2 separate regions of the Canis lupus genome follow, and region 1 is linked to region 2. The links are chromatin contacts, called in public Hi-C maps. All regions are on one chromosome and are shown on one strand. Each heading gives the region's core, a stretch centred on a gene start, on an enhancer-like site or on the middle of the called end of the contact. The rest is flanking DNA. Distances are from core to core; before and after follow the strand shown.

The links. A called contact is a pair of places that touch in the nucleus more often than the background predicts.
Region 1: a Hi-C map of blood shows a contact between it and region 2, with 5 times the contacts expected there. The contact joins the promoter of RNF43 here to the enhancer-like site in region 2. A contact is called at or near these places in 5 of 9 Hi-C or Micro-C datasets (amygdala and blood).

What each region holds. Positions count from the first base shown.
Region 1 is chr9:33,030,525-33,033,473 of UU_Cfam_GSD_1.0, reverse strand. It overlaps RNF43 (E3 ubiquitin-protein ligase RNF43), which reads left to right and starts at 1,607. Exons shown (of 8, transcript XM_038547884.1): 1 at 1,607-2,949. LOC111097406 (a long non-coding RNA gene) reads right to left here. Exons shown (of 4, transcript XR_005364593.1): 2 at 2,639-2,756; 3 at 2,056-2,149; 4 at 1,089-1,883.
Region 2 is chr9:32,921,445-32,924,155 of UU_Cfam_GSD_1.0, reverse strand. TSPOAP1 (peripheral-type benzodiazepine receptor-associated protein 1) reads left to right here. Exons shown (of 30, transcript XM_038547880.1): 27 at 178-281; 28 at 367-438; 29 at 684-794. Among named protein-coding and RNA genes, the nearest start is that of MPO, 15 kb to the right of the region's middle. Within about 2 kb of position 1,420, at least 2 of the 20 cell types and tissues checked have an H3K27ac peak or open chromatin away from gene starts, as enhancers often do. A contact at or near this core is called in blood, where this site is marked.

The sequences.
Region 1 (2,949 bases), core at 358-2,857, 110 kb before region 2:
CAAAGTCCCTTAGTCACTTTTTGTTTAAAAATGTTTTTGCATATATCAAATATATGGCAATGTATATTTTGCATTATTTATGCTATACTATTATACAGTATACATACAATAAGAAATATAAAACCATAGAAGATTTAGAAAAATTCTTTTGAAAAGGGCTGTAAAAAAAAAGAAAAGAGCTGTAAATGTCTATACTTGTATCGTGTTCTTAAGGTCCAACCAGTAAAGAGAAAGTGCTAAATTAAGTGCTAAATTAAAGATTTGTTTTAGAGCATATTTTTCTGCTCTATATCAGTTATTAGGCCTAAAATGCCAAAACTATTGCCATATATCTTCTTATGCTCAAGGTGAAGAAAGCACTCATACTTTTTTGCTTTTGGAGGCATTATGTCAGTTAAGTTTTAGTTTCCAACCTACAATGCAATTATTGCTATCCACATTTTACAGATGATCAGTTTGTGTATTTTCACTTGTATAAATAAAACATTTTTTAATCTTACATGCTTCTTACCACAATTTTAAAAATTTAAGTGTAAAAACAGTTTAAGTATACAGTTCAGTAGTGTTAACCACATTCACACTGTCGTGCATTTGTACAGTTTGGAGAGATGTCAATAGGTCAGAAATGAAATGGACAGTCAAATATAATCTGGTAAATTTGAAAATTCAAATTTTAGAAACATATATTAGAAACTGTTGCATTCTAATGACAAAGTAACTAAAAGGGTTATAGTTCATGATTGTGGTAGTTAGCCAAAAATTGGTTTCCTTTTTGCCTACATGCTTCCCATTAAGCATATATATTTTATACCTTTGCTTGTATTAATGACATAGACTTACTTGCAATCTTACATTGAGGGCATAGGTGTGATCTATAGTATTATTTCACTTTCAGGCATGAGAAGAAAATAACAGGTTCTAGACCTCTGATATCAACCTGCTCTAAAAGCTCTAAAAGATCACACACATAGGTGTGATCTATAGTATTATTTCACTTTCCAAAGGCATGAGAAGAAAATAACAGGTTCTAGACCTCTGATATCAACCTGCTCTATACAGGCACAGTTTAGAAAAGAGCTCCTGAATTTAAATAAGTAAAAGCTGAAGAAAAACTATGTACAAAATGGACAGGGTTCTTGCCGGGGTAGCATACATGAGACAGCAATAAGTACTATAGCACTGGATCACTTTATTCTAGCTTTGTGCCATTCATAGACGCTAAAATCCAAAAAGAGCAGAAATCCCTCTGAACTCATATTTGCAAAATCTTGAATCCACTCTTTCATGTTCTGGGTTTTTATTATTTCATTCCCTTTATTTCATTATACCACCGTTTATGTTCTCTTGGGTGTGTTCTACTGCCTAGATACCTGTTTGACATGTATCAAACAGCTTGCTTACCCAGAGAAAATGATTGAGCATTGAATTGGATGCAGTTTGACTGTGGCTCAATAGAGGGAGTAGGGGAGCTGAGAGAGCGGAGAGGAAAAGAACGTGTCTGGCTCTGTAAGTGTGCGTGCACTCAAGCCCTCGCCTTAGCCAGCCAGGAGGAGGGGCGGGCTGGGGAGAGGAGCGGGTGGTTGCCTCTAGCTGCTCCACCCTCACTTTGTGTCAGCAGGTAGAGAGCGTGATTGCAGTCCCAGGGGAGGGAGTCGAGCTAGAACACCAATTACAAACCACAGGCTTCCTCCTCTAGGGAGTTGATCCAGAATTGTCTTTCTGGAAGGGAAGCACTCGAATCTTTCCGAACTTTCCAAGCCCATCCATGATTCAGAGACACTGCTTTCTCCCTCTGGGATTTTCTGTGTTCCTGGTAGTGAATTGTTGCTGATGTATTTGCTACTTTGCTTCTTTTCTCTCTCAGGATTTGATCATTTTATATGCTGTTCGGGGAGAAAAAGAACTTTTGTTAGAAAGGAGATTTCAAAAATGATTTTGGATCCTTTATAAGTGCTTTTAGAGTTCTTGGGAACAGTAGCTCTAAGCCTGGAGTAAATGTTTGCCTTTGACCTGCATGGATTATTTTTTCAGGCTGCGGAATTTCTCGGCACCTACCTGCAGTGTGGGGCCCTTGATCTGGTTGCAGAGTAAGAAGGTGGAAGAATGAGCTGTACTTGGTTAAGCAGTTGAAACCTTTTTTGAGCAGGACCTATAAAAGCATAATTGAATTTGTTTCACCCCCGTGGATTCCGGTGGGCCCGACAGCACAACAGGTTTGCAGATTTCTTTTGAAATTCTTATTTTTCTCCCTCTGCCTCAGCAAAAGAGAAGGATCTATATAACAGGTTCATGTTCAATTGCTTGGCTTTTCACCACTTATTCCGAAGACTTTATAAGTTTTTTGTTTTTTTTTTAACTTGACCTCTGAACACAGTGGGCTTTGTGGTTGAAGTGCATTTTTATTTCCTGAAGGGTACACATTTTAATATCTTAGAACTAAGATTTTGTTTGTACAAAGACCTAAATTCTCAAGTGTGCCTAGAAATAGCACAGATCTGCTCTACTCAGGCTTATTTTTACTTTTTCAGGATGTTCTACTTAGAGCCTGTAGACTAATCACCTCCCTACTCCCCCTATCTTTTATTCCCCACCCCCTCAAAGAATTTGAAAACGTGTTAGGAATAGTCCTTTGTTTTACCTAAGAACGTAGAAAATTACAGATTACAAGATCTGGATAATAAAGTAGTTTCCAAAAGCATCTCATGGGAAATCAAAGTGCTTGGCATTCTCAAGCAGGAGAGTAAAAGCTGGAATCCCTAAGATAGAACGGAAAATAAAGATAGAAATATCAATTTTAACTGGAAAAATAATTGGAAAGCTAACTTTTTCAAATACTCTTATGATTTTGAAAGTTGGAAAAGGCAATGATACTCAGGATTATCCTGTAATATGTGAAGACATATAAATTGGCATCTAATTTATAGACAAATTTAGGTAGAACATTAAAAT
Region 2 (2,711 bases), core at 171-2,670:
TTCTTGTGCTGGGGATATTGGGAAAGAGGTGGGCCTGGGTGGCCCCCTGGGTTCCCCCCTGGGGCTGCCACTAGTGGAGGGGTAGTGAATAGGTGGTCAGCAGGCCTCCAGTGTGGAGGACAGTAGGGCGTGGGGGGTCCAGAGAGAGCCCCTGGCCCTCTCCCCCTTCCCCTGCAGGCCACACCCAGCACACCTCCTCTGCCAGCCTGAAATCTCCCCGTACCATGGTGGCTGCATTTGATTACAACCCCCGGGAGAGCTCCCCCAACATGGACGTGGAGGTGAGGACCCACAAATAGAGCTCACCCAATGGGGTGCTGGCAGCGCCTCCCCAGGGCTGACACCTGCCTCTTGGGCTCTCCACAGGCGGAGCTGCCCTTCCGGGCGGGGGACGTCATTACTGTGTTCGGAGACATGGACGATGACGGTTTCTACTATGTGAGAACATGGGGGCAGGGGTGTGCCATATATGCCCCCCTCACCAGCCCTCTCAGGGAGGGCCTTACTAGAGCCAGGGACGGGGATGAGTGAGGGTTCCTGAAGTAAGCCTGAAGGATGGACCAAGTCACTGCTGTGGCAGTAGTACTGACCTCAGGCTGTTTCCCTCGGGGGGGCTGCAGGGTTGAGGGGGCGGGGCTGAGGCCTCTTTCCTGGTCCCAGTCTCACCAGCATCTCCTCCCCAGGGGGAGCTCAATGGACGGAGGGGCCTGGTTCCATCCAACTTCCTGGAGGGCCCTGGGCCTGAGGCAGGTGGCCAGGACAGGGAGCCCGGGACACCCCAGGCTGAGAGTCAGGTCAGTAAGCTGGGGCTGTACCCTGCCGGGGTGGTGGCGGTGGTGGCGGTGGTGGTGGCGGCGGCGGTGACTGGGACAGTGTTGTGGGAAGGAAGCAGCCGGGCTATGATCCAGGTGAGCACTGTGCCCAGGCAGGAACTGCCAGGGAGGACCCAGCCGGGGCCAGCTCCCTCCCGGTATGTGCCCCTCTCTGCAGAGCAGTGATGGCTGGGACCCTGATCCCTGACCCACCTGACCCAGCTGCCCCCACCCCGGGGATGACGTAGATAAGGGGACCTTGTGCAAAGGCCCCCTGTACCCTCCACATCTCTAGCTAGTCATAGCCTGGGTTTCAGGGAACCTCCTGCCCTGTTGGGTCTCTCTGTCTCCCAGGTGCCCAGCAAGGCTCTGCTTCCTCAGGTCCTTGTTTTTAGAACCTGCTTCTCCTGGGGCGGGTGGAATACAGTGGAGTTCCAGCCCCCCAGGGCAGGGAGAGGAGGAAGAGGCCAGGCCCCAGTGGGAAACTGTGGGCTTCCATCTGCAGTGTTTCCAAAGGCAAAGGCTGTGCAAAGTTTCAGTTCCTGTGAGCTGGGCGACCTGGTGACTGAGCAGGGAGCATGTGAGTCAGTCCATAACCCATCTCCTCTCTTTGTTCCCTGTTCTTCAGAGAACGAGGAGGAGACGAGTCCAGTGCTAGATGGAGATAGATATATATAGAGAGCAACGTGTAAGTGGGGGGGACTGGCCCCCTCTGTTCATGTGACTCCCCGCTCCTTACATCACCATCATCAGACAGTGTTCCTTTGTCTTCAGTGCTGGAGCTGACCTGGCTTTTCTTCCTCCCCAGAATGGGGGAGGGAGTTCTTTCTGTGAGCCAGATCTGGGTGTACGATCATCACCTCCCCTTGCCTTTACTCTGGGCAGTGCCAGCTGTTATAGGAATACATGTCATTTTAGCACATAATGCCCCATATTAGCTGACTCCCCATATTCTATAGCTCCTGCAGCTTATAGAATATTGGGTGACATCCATAGCATGACTCATCAGTATATTATGATACTATTTGACTATGGTATTATAATATTGTGATTATTATTGGTGGTAAAAGGATGATACCGCAGTGCCACCAGTAATAATAGTCTCCCCACCCTTGTTCTCTGCACTGTAACCTGTGAGGGAATCAGATACATGGTTTTACTTCTAATACTCAATTTTCTCTGCTGGAGGGAATAAAAGGTGGGCGGGATGGGGGGGTACTTAAACAACTGGAATCTGCAGATAACCACCAACCATTCATCCCTGGGGTTCAGAAACTTCCTTCATTTGTTCCCGCAGCAACCCCTCCCTCCTGGGATATTATAGAAGGAGCCCTGGGAAGGAGTGGGAAGAACCGGGGACTCCCTGGTTGGCCACCAGCCCTGACTGGTTAGCAGTAGATGCCTAGACCTCTGGGTGCCGACAGACCCCCCTGGAGGAAGGCCTTGCCACATCATCATGGCCTTGGGTGTTGTGGCCCCAGGCTGGGCACCCGGCTCCCCTGCCTCTGGTCCAGGCTCCATGGCTGGCTTTGGCCAGGAGATGGCCAGGCTCTGGTGGTGAAGAGGGGGAGGGGCTTGAGGAAGGGGTATGGAGCAGTGGTGGCGAACCAAGACCTGTAGGCTTGCCAAGGCCTGACTGGGCTGTGCCAGGCATAGGAGGTTACGGTGAGGATGTGGGAAAGCGAAATAGGGGCAGGGAGGCTTCCTGGTGGCTCTCCTGTGCACCCAACCACTGTCCTTTAGGCCACCAACAGCATTGTGTGGGTGGGCCTGGGGCAAGGGGAGCCACTCACGGTTGCTAGTGAAGCTAGGAGGAGACTCACAAGGAAGAAATGCTAGCAGGGGTGGCAGGGCAGCCTCCAGAGCTTGTGGTGGGAGCTAAGTGATGCCCTTGTGGCC